2 separate regions of the Mus musculus genome follow, and region 1 is linked to region 2. Evidence: chromatin contacts called from public Hi-C data. All regions are on one chromosome and are shown on one strand. The core of a region is the stretch at or near the end of the contact, and the rest is flanking DNA. Distances in the headings are between cores, read along the strand shown.

What was found. Hi-C and Micro-C count contacts between places; a contact is called where the count stands out from the background.
Region 1: a contact with region 2 is called in a Hi-C map of cortical neurons, with 4 times the contacts expected there. The contact joins two enhancer-like sites. A contact is called at or near these places in 45 of 484 Hi-C or Micro-C datasets (the 3T3-L1 cell line, the AML12 cell line, the AtT-20 cell line and 28 more) and 2 of 115 datasets of contacts at active chromatin or transcription factors (SST interneurons and astrocytes).

What each region holds. Positions count from the first base shown.
Region 1 is chr7:57,471,713-57,478,647 of GRCm38.p6, reverse strand. The region is part of intron 6 of Gabra5 (gamma-aminobutyric acid (GABA) A receptor, subunit alpha 5); the gene reads left to right. Among named protein-coding and RNA genes, the nearest start is that of Gabra5, 35 kb to the left of the region's middle. Within about 2 kb of position 4,302, at least 8 of the 459 cell types and tissues checked have an H3K27ac peak or open chromatin away from gene starts, as enhancers often do. A contact at or near this core is called in cortical neurons, where this site is marked.
Region 2 is chr7:56,302,232-56,309,677 of GRCm38.p6, reverse strand. The region is part of intron 9 of Oca2 (oculocutaneous albinism II); the gene reads right to left. Among named protein-coding and RNA genes, the nearest start is that of Oca2, 66 kb to the right of the region's middle. Within about 2 kb of position 5,072, at least 5 of the 459 cell types and tissues checked have an H3K27ac peak or open chromatin away from gene starts, as enhancers often do. A contact at or near this core is called in cortical neurons, where this site is marked.

The DNA.
Region 1 (6,935 bases), core at 3,053-5,552, 1.2 Mb before region 2:
TATGCTAAACTATATATAGACCTAACTCAAAAGTCAAATTCTCTGTATCAGTGATAACTGAGATTAATGCTTCAAGTGAAGATCTCGAGAATCATATTAAATAGGAGAGAGAGAGAGAGAGAGAGAGAGAGAGAGAGAGAGAGAGAGTGACAGAAGGGAGAGTGTCCACCCTGTTTTTGTTCCTGATTTTAATGGAAATGCGGTTGAGTTTTTTCTTCATTTAATAAGATGTTAGATGTTAGCTTGCTGTATACTGTGTGTTTATTATGTTCAGATGAGTCCCCTGTATCTCTAGTCTCCCTAGGACTTTTCGCATGCTGCAATGTTGGATTTTGTTAAAAGATTTTTCATTTGAGATTATTATATAATTCATGTCAATGAATCTATCCATGTGGTAGATTCAACTCATTGATATAAATAGGCGGATTATCCCTGTGTTTCTGGTATGAAGCCAACTTGTTCACAATACCTTTATGGTATATTCTTAATTTTAGCTTGCAAATATTTTATTGAGAATTCTTCTGCCCATGCCTGAGCAACAATATTGACTTATAATTATCTTTTTATTGGGTATTTGTTTTAGGTACCAGGGTAATACTGACTCCATAAAGAATTTGAAAGACTTCCTTTCTTTTTCTATTTTTATGAAATACTTTGAGATTAGTGTCAATTCTTCTTTGAGGAGAAAATAGAATTGTGTATTGACTCCATCTGGGCTGTTTTAACTGGGAGAATTTTTTTCAAGTTGTCAGCATTTAATATTAGGGAAATGAAATATAACAATAACTGCATATAATGCAGTTTGTAAAATTCAATATCATACTATACTGCACTAGCTTTTAAGAAGGCTGTTTCACATGAGATACATATAGATTAGCTGAGATATTTTTAAATATTACTTCTGTCTCACTTTCTGATATATGTCTATTTGAATTATCTACCCCAACTTAATTTAACATTCATAGATCACAGCATTTAAAGGTTCAATCATTTCTTTTAGGTTTTCTAGTCTAATGAAATATAAATTTTAAAGTATGTTCTTATGATTGACTCTCTGAATTAGTGTCTATTGCAATATCTTCCTTCTTATCTCTAGTTTGGGGACCTACCTCTCCTCTCCTCTCCTCTCCTCTCCTCTCCTCTCCTCTCCTCTCCTCTCCTCTCCTCTCGTCTCCTCTCCTCTCCTCTTCTCCCCTCTTCCTCCCCTCCCCTCCTCCCCCCTCTCACTAATTTGGCTAAAGGTCTGTCAATCTTGTCAAGGAACTATATCTTTATTTCACTGTATTTTTTTCTCTTAATTCTATTTTACTAATCTCTGGCTTTCATTGTGTTTTACTTTATACTTTTTGGGGGTGTTATTTGTTCTTGGGTTTTACAAGGGTGAATCATTAAGTTATTAATTTGATATATCTGAGAAAATTTTGCTATAACATTTCCTCTTAGGACTATCTTCACTTATTCCTATGGATTTTGATATTTTGTATATTCATTTTCATTCAATTCTACAAAATTTCAAATTTCCATTTTGATTTCTTTCCTAACCCAATGATCCTTCATACTGTCTTGTTTAGTTTCCATGAGTTTATGCCCTTCCTGTAGTTCCTATTGTTGATATTCAAATTTGTTCCATTGTGGTCAGATATGATGAAGGATGTTATATTCGTTTCCTATTTTTACTAAGATTTGTTTTATGTCATAATATGTAATTGACTTCAAAAATATTTTATGGGCTGCTGAAAAGAAATTAGTGTATTTAGAGTTTGGGTGAGATATTCTGTAAATGTTTGTTAGGTCCATTTAATTTATGATGTAATTCAACTCCAGAGAATCTCTGTTTTGTTTTGTTTTGTTTTGTTTTTTTTGTTTTGTTTTGTTTTGTTTTGTTTTTATAGATGTCCTGTGTATTGGTGAGACTGGGGTATTGAAGTCACCCACTATCAGTGTCTTGGAGATACTCTGTGCTTTTAAATTTGTTAGCGTTGCTTGTATGGAATTGGGTTCACCTGTGTTTGGTGAATCTATGTTTAGGATTGGAATACCCTTTTCATTGATTCATTCCTTCAGTGAGTATGAAGTGAGCCGTCTTGGAAGTCTATTTTCCCATGTAAGAATAGCTGCGACTGCTATTTCTTGGTTTCATTTGCTTGGAATACCCTTGTCCAATACTGGGTAAAGTATTAAAAGTGGTGCCTAACATGTATGGTGAGGTAAATTTCTTGGTGGCAACAATAAGATCGATCCTGTTCACTGATGCAGTCTGCTGGTCTGTGTGTCTATTTTTTTTTTATCTAATTGAGACTGTTAATATTAAGAATTACTTTGAATGATGTCTCTTAATTCTTGTCAACTTATCATTTTGTGATGTGTTCTTAGACCTCTTCCATGAACTCTAATTTATGCTTGTGATCTATTTCTCTTTGTCTTCAGACACAAGTAGCCACAAGTTTCTTTACCTATTGCTATCATGAAAGGTTTTCATTTTAACCTTCAATTTTAACAGTTAGTTTTTGCAGAGAAAAATAATTGAGTTAATAATGGTGGTCTTCCAGAACTTGGAATACATCATTTCAGGCCCTTTCGGCTTTGTATTTTTTGTCTATTAATCATTTCATTAGATACTATCATTTTGGAAGTAACAATTTGTGAAGATGATATGATGTCTTTGTTTCTTATGAAGTTTGTCTTCTGTACTGGGACTTGTAATTGTAGAACTAGTTCATTGGTTGAGTTTTTCTTTTAGATTTTTATTAGGAAATGGTAAGTCCTCTTTCTCCTTTCAGTGGTGGGTTTTGTAGGATTAAGTGGGAAAATAAGTCCCAGTAGGGATGATAGATTGTTTCTGTCTGTGGAACTGGTGTTTAGGGTTGGAGTTTCTATTTTGCTTTATTAGGTCTTTGAGGTTTTATTTTCATCTTCATTCTATTATCTTCTGACTGATTTTCCTTATTTCTTAGTGCCTACTACCTTAAGTTCAGCTTATATATTTTAATACTACCTTGGTGTGTATTATAAATAATTTACTTGTGATCTTTCTGGTTTTTATTTTGCTCTACTTTTAAAAATAGCTTTTCACTGTATGTGTGTAAACTAAAGTCCACCTTCCTGGCTCGACCTTTCTACTGCTGGAGTTATAAGTACAGAATCCCATGTTCTCCCTTACACCTGACTTTCATTGTAGGCGTTCATAGCTATAAACTTAGTTTTTACTATTCCCATCAATTTGTCATTAAAAAGTTCTAATAAGTTGAACTTTCAGTTAAATTTATTTCTAGGAAGTTTTTCATTTCCTTCTTCACTTTTTCTATGATTCACATGTCACCAAACAGTGTATTACTAAATCTGTAAGTAGTCATACAGTTTCTGAAAACACACATAGACAGACAGGCAAATGCACAAACATAAAAATATACAAATGTATAAAGATACACAGACACACAAACATACAAATAGACACAAACACAAAACCACACAGAAACACAAATATATGATTCTTGTTTTCTTTGCAAATCTGCTCAATGATTAGTTTCTTCCAGTTATGTGAAGATTTGAGCTTATATTTGATGAAAACAATGTGAAAACAAAGGAATTCTAAGAATGCAACTCTCACATATATATATTTCTTGTTCTGAAAAATAAGTCTAGAATCCTTCTGGGTGTCCTGTGATTCCATAGTCAATGCATCCATTCAGTGTAGCCCATCAGTGCTTTGGGCATTTGAGAAGATGCACAATTGCACTGTTCTTACCTGTTTGTCTGCCTAGACTCACCCCATCTCCAAGGCTATGGATCATCTCAGCTTAATGTGTTGCTCTTGTCTGGCTGCTATCATGGCATTCCCTGCCTATTGAGGATCTTCTTAAACATAGGACTGCAACCTCCTCGAGGTTCTAGGGAATGTCTAGTGGGAAAGAAGGTGGTCAGTGCTGGGTCTCAAGCTCGTCAGGGTTTCAGCTTCAGTCTTTTAGTCCCAGCTTCAGAAGAAAATTCCCTGGCAGACAGTTATGCCTGAATAGAAGGAACCATCTGAGCTGGTCTCTTACTAATTCACAGAACCTTATATGGTTCTCTTTTGCACGAGGTGTTTCAGAAATAAAAACTCATGGTGGAATTTGTGATAGCATTATCTCCATCCATAGAAAAGGTAAGCAGATCATGATGAACTATAGGGACACATTTATCTAGGAAAGCCAACAGCCCACCTGCCTGTTCTATATAAATCCCAAGAAACTTGGGTAGTGCTCTCTAGTTAGACAACAGGGCTGAAAATCACAGCCACTAGATGGTGCCATGAATACATACATGGAGGGGAAAGTAGGCCAGCTTGAGGAGCCAGATGCTGAGTTAGCAGCACTGCAGCAGGTTTCACTGAAGGGCTTTCAGGGGAAATAAGATGCTAGGATTCTGGAGAGCACCTGAGGGAGCCAGCCTTGGTCATCACTGGTTCACTGGTGTGCAACTGGACTGTGCCTGCTTTCTAGGCAGTGGCAACACCAGAGTTCTGTGTCAAGGTCAAAGGTTGCTGAAAAGTCCTAACCTCCCATACTGTAGAAAAACACAAAGAATCCGGCCTCATGAATTTAACAAATTAAGGATGTGGCTAGGCATTTTAGTTGTTAGAAATTGATGAGTATATGTCATGCACAGCGCTATCTGCATTCCATCCATGCCTCCTGAGCCTGAGATGACCTATAAATGTCAGCCAAATGATCGATGGGAGGAGTGGCTGGGAGATTTTGAAATTTACCTGAAAATGACTAAGCATGCCCTTGGTGCTGATGAAGAGGTATGTTGCAGAGTCGGACATGCCTCCTTTCCTGTTCCTTAAAAAAATTCAAATCTCAAGGTTTTTTTTTAATTGGTTTTTCCTAGATGCACTACAGACCAGCCTTCTATAGCATTTATAAAGTAAAGATGGGATTAGATGGCTTGGTGGTTAACAGAGTGTCTTACTCTGGCTGAGAACCAGAGTTGGTTCATAATATCTACAATAGACAGCTGATAATCTCATGTAGCTCCAGCCTTGGAGAATCTGAGGCCATCTTTTAGCCTAGGAGAGTACATACAGGCTAGAACACATACCCATCACTCACCCCTGTGCCCCCCCAACACACACACTTTTAAAAGAGTAAAGTCAAATTATGAATCTTGAGAAACTAAAGAAAACTGAATTCAGTGGTTCTGCTCTCCAGTGTATTTACCACATGTGGTGATTTGAATATGCTTGGCCCTGGGAGTGCCACTATTAGGAAGAATGGCCTTGTTAGAGTAGGCATAGGCTTATTGAATACAATCTGTCACTGTGAAGGTGGGCTTTGAGGTTCTATGCTCAAGCCCCACCCAGTGTGGAATAGAGAGTATCTCTCCTGGTTGCCTTCAGATCAAGATGTATAACTCTTGGCTCCTCCAGCATCATGTCTGCCTGCATGATTCCATGCTCCCACCGTGATATTAATTGACTGAATCTCTGAAACTTTAAGCCAGCCCCAATTAAATGTTGTCCTTATAAACGTTGCTTTGGGACATGGTGTCTCTTCACAGCAACAAGACACTGAATAAGACACCACATTTCAAGCAGCCAGTTGCTAACTGTGAACAGAACTAGGCACTTTAGGCTAATTCATGTCACTCTACCAAGATCTATTGGAAATTCAGGCAGATTTGAGAGTCAAGTCCTGATCATGGCCATACACACATGTCACAGGCAGTAGTCTCAGTGGCTTTGTGCTAGTCATATGAGCATACAAAAAGCCATACATCTGAGATTCAAAGGGAGTTTTAGAGTTTTTAGATCAAGGTGTCGTCTTAGAGTATTTTGAGGAACATTAAAGCTTTGATACTACATTCTGTTAACATGAAGGGGTTTTTCTAAAGCATTTCAAACATGAATATCCGAATGAACTGTGAGTACATTCATAGACATCTAGCAGAAGAATAATACATGGCTAATTTTGATAATTGAAGTTTGATTTCTTTCCACCATAAGCTAAGTTTTTCCACAGTATCCCACACAGTGTTGTTAGTAAGGCCAGTCAATGATCATGGGTTGTTTCCCTCTGATAGTACTCAAAAACATTAAGAAGAACATAGGAGAAGAGGATTGCCCTTTGAATTGGCAGAGGCCAGCAACAGCCTTCTGTGTAAGCTGTCTGATACCAGGTCCAAGAGAAGACATGGCCTTCAATACTTAAGAGAAGGCTAATCATGGTTATCCAGAACTCTGCACCTTTGAGATATGTACAGGCCAGGCTGGTGAGAGAGAGCATCAACACTCACTGGGATTGAAGCAAAGAACCTGCTGTTTTGTGGAGATAGTGTCCTGTGGGATCACCATCCAAAGGGCAGACATTGGGGGTGATGCATCCAGACAAGAGAAGAGGATAGGCTCCAGGGATGTGGGAGAAAGGGACCATGTCTTCTCTTTGAGGAGCTAACAAATTTGGTAAAGAGGTGAAGCGGTCAGTGTATCAGAAGGTGTTAAAATTAATGCTGGCTTCAAAATGTTATCATTCCCAAAGGAAGTACCTGGAAAGGGGGAAAGGGATAAGCAAGGACATATGAAAGCTACCAGGCTTTCACAGCAAATGACAGAAATTCTGCTCTAAATTTTATGTAGGTTGTCTTTGGGACAGCTAAATGAAACTGTCTGGCACAGGGAAAAGTACATCCCAAGTAACATTTGTGTTTGACTTCACAGAGAGTGCACTGTAAGACATTTCCCTAGATACTGACCTACAGAGACTGAGCCCCAGCAATGGGGGAGGGTGGTCATAGGTCCTTTGGGTAGCTACATGTGATAAGTGACAAGTGCTAGCCATTCCAAGCAAGGTTGAGTGAAGACCTGTCTGAGGAGTATGCCTATGTCCACTGTGTGCCATCAGCTCAAAGTACGCAACCTGTTCTACACAGCTCTGAAACCTAAAATGCTCAGAAAACTG
Region 2 (7,446 bases), core at 3,823-6,322:
CAGTCAGCTATTGGATGGAACACAGGGCCCCCAATGGAGGAGCTAGAGAAAGTACCCAAGGAGCTAAAGGGTCTGCAACCCTATAGGTGGAACAACAATATGAACTAACCACTAGCCCCCAGAGCTCGTGTCTCTAGCTGCATATGTATCAGAAGATGACCTAGTCTGCCATCAGTGGAAAGAGAGGCCCATTGGTCTTGCAAACTTTATATGCCTCAGTACAGGGGAACGCCAGGGCCAAGAAGTGGGAGTGGGGAGGGAGAGGAGAGTCGGGAGGAGGGCATGGGGGACTTTTGGGATAGCATTGGAAATGTAAATGAAGAAAATACCTAATTTTAAAAAAGGAAAAAAAAGGAAAATAAAAAGAAGCTTACTGCATGATATATAGCTTGTGCAAGACTTATGTTGCAAGATATCTGATCATGCTAAAAAAAAAAAGATTGTTGTGTGTATTATGCTTTAGTTAAGTTTTTATTATAAATATCTTGTTAATGTTTTCTGCAAATAATTACAAATATCAAAAGTGGTGATTTGGCAGGCCTCACCCTTCCTTGTCCCTAACAATCTTGAGTGTGGAATTGTCAACCTAGCAACCACTTTACTGGCAACTGGCTACACTGGCAACATGGCAGCCAGCTTTTTTTATACACTTTGAAAGTACTCTGTGGACACATTAGTAGTTTCAGGGGACACATTAGCACCACAACAGGAAAACCATTTGTGTTGTAAACATTCCAGACAAATTGGTTCTACTAAAACTTAGGATGTGGGGGGGGGGGGGGGGGGTGGTCAGGATTTCAAGATAATCCTTAGCAACATAGTGAGTTAAAGGGCAGCCTGGACACCATGGGATCTCATCACAAAAAGAAAGAAAGAGGGATGAAGAGTTGGCTGGAGGGTTAAGAACAGTAGCTGCTCTTTCATAGGTCCTGAGCTCAATTCCCAGTATCTGGGTGGTGGCTCACAGCCATCTACAACCATAGTTTCATGGGATCAGATGACCTCTTCTGGTGTGCAGATAGATGTACATGCAGACAAAATATCCATATACATAAAATAAATGAATCTTTTAAAAAATAAGAAGGAAGGAAGGAGGGGTTCTTAAGTATGAGCAGCCTTGATGAATTCTAGATGAGCCTGTTTACCCAGCTCTGAGACTGATACACACACAGACATTCATTTACATAAACATCTTCTCTGATTGGTGCAAACACTTTTGTCACATCCCCTCTCTGGCTGCTTCACTCAATTTTCAAGGAAGACCCTCTTGCCTTTTATGCCCCCTAGAGTTGCAATACTAGCTCAAATGAAAGCTTTCTCCAAATGGCCTTTTTATAACCATGTTTGATCTGCATCATGAACAGAGCAGGCTGAGCTAGGGACATAAAGAGGCAGATGTGGCAGCAACCATAAAGATGGTGGCTGAGGTAGAAGTGGTAACTACAGCAGTAATGGTGACTTGAGTGCAGCTGAAGGCCAGAGAGCAGCCATTATGGAAAGAAGGAGCAGAAACATCAGGAAAACAGGGGCTGATAGAGTCACAGCAATGGTAAGAGAAGGAGGAACACTGAAGCTAAAGAAGGAAAGAAGGCTGTGAAGAGACAGAGAAGAGAAGGGGTGGCCTCTGGTTACTAAGAGTTCTTAGGAGAGGCCAAGCATGAAGGGCTAAAGGCTAGAGAACTGTACTATAGGCCACTGTCAGAGGCTGAGAGTCCTGACAGTGCAAGACCTAAAAGCTCTAACCTTGGATGTCCAAGACGCTACCATTGGTTGATGTAGAACTGAGGGTCCCAGAATTCAAGTCTCATTTTAGATCGGTATTGGTTGCTTGCTGCTGTTTGCTGCTGACCCTGACTCCTGTTGAAAGCTAAGGACTACAATAGCTGTAAAGTTCCCAGGAATGCTAGGATTATAGCCTCATCCCTAAGCCTCCGTGTATCTCATACAGAGCTGGAAACATCTCCTAAAGACTTGAATTGTTGTCTGATGCCTTTAGTTGTTGAGAGCCATACCAAACCAAAGCTTTCACAGAGGTCTTGGTGAAAGGACAAAAAAGAGCCTAGTTCTGGGTCCTTGCCCAAAGGCAGACTTATCAAGAGCCAGTCTGAAGCTGGGACCAGGACCTCAAAGATATTAAGGTTCCTGTGAATTTTTCTTTCCCCCCTGAAGAGACTAGCATTATCAGTCCCAAAACCATGTGCTCTGTCTCTAAGGCCCGGGAGATATTCTGTATTCTCTTTGAGCAACATTGCTTGATGCAATTTATGCTGGCTTGATCCCATTCCTCCCATTAAAACTGTACATAAGATGCTGTGCTTCTTAATAAACTTATTTGGTATCCGTTATAGCTTATGCAAGACTTCCTATGTTAAGCCCCAAACTTTCCTATCCTCTTATATCCTCATCTCTTGGTCGCCATCCCCTTAGGACCTGATCACTAAAGAACATCCCATGGATCCAGGTTATTTCGCCTTAGAGATCAGAGCTGTAAGCCTAATGTTAGTACAGTCCCTAGGCTTTGGCAACCAAAATCCTTTGACTGTCAGCACTGGAAGACCATCTCCTCACCTACTATCAGGTATACCCTAGTACAAAAGGATCATAGTAACAGTGCTTTTCTGAGAGCTGCAGGCCTCATATGTAGTACTTATATGAATGTAATATCAGCTATGCTAAAGCATAAATACATAAATATACCCCCTACAAATCCCGAGGGTGGAGAGAGTTGGACGTGCCATGAATCTGCCTTCGTGTCTCTGTAGCACTGTCCTTTATGTGAGAACAACTCTGCAGACCTAAAAACCCTGCATCCTATGCAGAGCAGAGCCTGGAAAGCTACAGCAAAGTCAATAGTATGCCATTGAAAGACATTGCCTGATATACTAAAATATGAAGTGATCCAAAGCAGAGTGCTACAGAGGTTTAAAAAAAATCAATAAAATATGTGACAAAGGCCTTAAGGCATAACTGAAGACCTTGAACAGCTAGTGGACGAAATAAGAAGACAATATATGGCTTCTACATTATAAAGAGAGGGACTCACCTGCTACATTAAAGAGGGCAGATGTGCCTAAGGAGCTTGGGTAATTGCACCATACACATGAGTCCATGTAGGAACATAGAACTGTAATGCTCTGAGAGGAATTCTGAAAAACTGGACTCGGGGGTATTGGGTATAGGGGCTTTAAAATGAGGGAGGGAGGAATTGGGGTTAGTGTCTAGAATGTGGGATTCTGACTAATAGAGATCAGGCACTGGACCATGAAACTGAATGACTAGGGTACTCAGTTCTGGAACATGGGACTCAGAGTGATGATGGAGTTTGCCTGCTGTAACATGGTCCTGGGAGGGGTTGGGGCTGACATTGTTGTAAGGGATTGAGATGAGTGCTCGAATATTGAACTGTGGGGAATAGTAGTAGTTCTAGACCACAGAACTGTGACAGATACTGGTGGTTTCTAGAACTTGGAACTATGATGGATACTGGTAGATTCTAGAACATGGAACTATGAGGGGTATGAGTGGGTGCTAAAAAACATGGAGCTGGAAAAGCTAAGAGGAAGGTTCCAGAACCTGTAAATGGCTAGGCAGTTTCTGTAACAGTTGTCTTTGGAGTGTGGGGTTGCCTCATAAGACCCTAATTACCTTCCCCGGGCCTCTTCTCTCCAAAGCACTTGTATTAGGTTGCAGCCACATGGAATCCCTAGTCCATTGTGTCTGTCACTTCTAGAGGCTGCTTTTCTGCCCTAATGTGTGGTAACTCAGTCACAAAAGAACACGCATGGTATGTACTCACTGACAAGTAGATATAAGCCCAAAAGTTCAGAATATCCAAGATTCAATTCACAGACCATATGAAGTCCAAGAAGAAAAAAGACCAAAATGTGGATGACAAATACAGAGGCAAATGCTCGCACCAACAGCATTGGAGAAGGGATTGAAGGAGATGAGGGGGATTGCAGCCCCATAGAGGGAACAACAGCGTCAACCGGCCAGGCCACCCTCTGGAACTCCCAGCAACTGTACCACAAACCAAAGAGTACACATGGAGGGACCCATTGCTCCAGCTGCATATGTGGCAAAGGATGGCCTTATTAGACATCAGTGGGAGGAGAGGCCCTTGGGCCTGAGGGGGTTCCATGCTCCAGTGTAGGGAAATGCCAGGGAGAGAAGATAGAAGGGGGGCACCCTCATAGAGGCAGGGAGGGGAGGGGATGGGGGTTTCTGAAAAGGAGACCTGGAAAAGGGAAAACATTTGAAATGTAAATAAGGAAAATATCCAATAAAAAAAGGCATGTGCCACAAAAAAAGAAAGAGAGAGAGAAAGAGAGAGAGAGAGGAAAGGAAAGGAAAGGAAAGGAAAGGAAAGGAAAGGAAAGGAAAGGAAAGGAAAGGAAAGGAAAGGAAAGGAAAGGAAAGGAAAGGAAAGGAAAGGAAAGGAAAGGAAAGGAAAGGAAAGGAAAGGAAAAATACAAGTACATGATTTCCCTCTTCCCTCAAACCTCTTACATGTCCCCTATCTTCCATGTTCTCTCTCAAACTCATGGCCTCCTTTTCTTTAATTATCATTACTACATACACACACACACACACACACTCACATTCCAATCTTCTGAGTCTATGTTGCTTGTATGTATATGTTTTGGAAGTGACCGTTTGGTATTGAAAAGCCAGCTCAGATCTAGCTCGATTCTTCTGAGTTCTGAACTTCAACTTTGGGGATGCAAACAAGAGCAAATGCAATAGCTTAGATTGCTTGCCCTGACCATGCCTGGTACTGGGGATTTCATAAGACAGTGTATGAGTCTTGGGGAAAGCACTGCCACTCCAAGTAGCCTAACTTCATTTAACATATGCATATGTATGTATGTACATATGTCTGCATATTTCTTTTTTATTTAGTATATATGATAGGCATGTATTATATATCTCATATACAATTTGGGTAAGTATGAAATAGCAAGATTCCTTGTAGATTTTTCAAAGTTGAGGGAGCTAAAGCCTCTCCCCCACTTCCCTCTTTATATCATTTGACTCGTGCTGTTCCTCTCTCAAGAGCCCACTCCACAATCCTATTTAACATTCCTGGTTTCTATGGTTACTATGGTTATATGCTCACATCTAAAGATCTGGAGCTAGGAACCACAAATTAGAGAACATGTGGCACTTGAATCTCTGGGTCATCTTACTAAAAATATTTTCTAGTTACATTCACTTATGAGCAAACTTCATGATTTCATTTTTTCTTTACAGCTGAATAGGCTGCCTGTAATAGTCTCCATATGTTACAAAGAGAAGCTTCTTGATAAGGAATGAAAGCCACACTTACTTACAGATAGAAGAGTACGTTTCTATACATTATCCCATTGTATAATTGTACAGCATTTTTTACTCAGTCATCAGTTGAAGAACATGTAAGGTCATTCATTTTCTGGCTATTGTTAATAGGATGGCAATGACCATTAACTAAGCAAGTATTTATGAAATAGGACATGAGTCCTCTGAAAATATGCCATCTTGTGGTGTAACTGAGTTGAATAATTAATCTTTTTTTAGTTTATTGAGATTTTCCACACTGATATCCACAGTGGCTACACCAGTTTGCAATCTCACCAAGAGTTAATGAGGGTTCCCTTTCTCCATATCCTTGCTGACACTTGTCAGTTGTTTTCCTGAAGTTGACCATTGTGACTAGAAGAGGGAATTTCAAAGTAGTTTTAAATTTCATTTCCCTAATTATTAAGGATGTTGAATACTTTTTGAGATATTTCTTGGTCATTTTTGTTCCTTCTTTGGGGGAAACTATGTTCAGAGACAAGTTCGTTTTTAATTTGGGTGGTTTGTTTTGTTGACTTTTTTTTCTTTTTTTCTTTTCTTTTCTTTTTTTTCTCTTTATATATTCTAGATATTAATCCCCTATTAAATATATACCTGGCAAAGATTTTTTTCTCTGGGCTTCTTCCTTACCTGATTAATTGATTTGTTGTACAAACTCTTTTTACTTTCATGAGATCCTGTTTGTTCACTATTGGTGTAAACAATGGTTCAGACAAATTAAGTCCCAGTCAGAAAGCTCTTTTCTATACCCATCCCTTGTAGGATACCACCTATGTTTCCTTTAGCAGTTTTGACATTGTGAGAGGCACACTAAGCTTTCTGACCCATTTGAAGTTGATTTTGTGTAAAGTATGGATTTCCAATTTTTCCAGCACTATTTATTTGAGGATGCTGTCTTTCTTCAGTGTATGTTTTTTGGCAACATTGTTAAATATTAGACAGCTGCTTATTTTTCTGTTCTGCTATCTTGTTCCATTGGTCTACATGTCTGTTTCCATGCTAATACTATACTGTTTTTTTATCTCTTGAAATCTAGAATAGTAATTCTACAAACATTGTTCTTTTTGCTTAGGATTGCTTTGGCTATCTATGATCTTTTGTGGTTCCATATGAATTTTAGAATCTTTTTTCTATTTCTGTGAATAAAGTTGTGAGGATTTTTTGTTATTGAGATTACATAGAAGCTATAAATTACTTTTTATAGAATGGCTACTTTTCATGATATTAATTCTATCAATCAATGTACAGCAGAGGGCTTTCAAAATGCTAGACACTTCCTCAATCTCTATCTTCAGAGATTTAAACTTTTCATTGTAGAGGTCTTAGGTTTACTTCTAGATGTTTTCCTTTCTTTGGGAATAGTATGCATTTTAGTGTGTCCATGATTACTTCTCAGCATGTCTGTTGTAATACATACAAGGACTATTGATTTTGTATTCTACCACTTTAATAAAAGTGTCCACCATTTCTAGAAGTCTGGTACCATTTTTGGAATCTCTTCTATATAATATCACACCATATACAATTACGAATAATTTGACTTTTTGCTATTTGTACTCCTTTAATTTTCTTCTCGTATTGCTTTATTCCAGATTATGTTTCAAGTACTATATTGAAAAAGAGTAGAGACAGTGGATACCCCTTTCTCATTTCTGATTTTAATGTTGCTTCAAGATTTCTCCACTTAGGATAATGATGGGTGTGAGTTTGTAATATATAGCCTTCATTATGCTGAGGTATAATAGCTTGGTGAACATGATTTCTTTTAGCCCATTTGTGTCATGGAAAGTTTTTATCTCTCCTTCAACTATGGCAAATAGTTTTACTGCTTCTGGTAATCTAGGTTGGCACTCGTGATATTTTAGAACTTGGAGTGTGTTGTTCCTGGCTCATATAGCTTTAGGGTTTCTATTTTGAAAAAAAGAAAAGTTGCTGCTCTGACAGATTTGCCTTGTATGTGATGTGTATGGTTTTTCCTATCAGAGCTTCCAATACTCTTGCTTTATCCCGTGTATTCAGTGCTTTAGCTATGATATGCAAAAGAGGGTTTTTTTTTTTTATCTTGTCTGTCTGGTGTTCTGTGTGCTTCTTGTATCTGTATGAGTATTG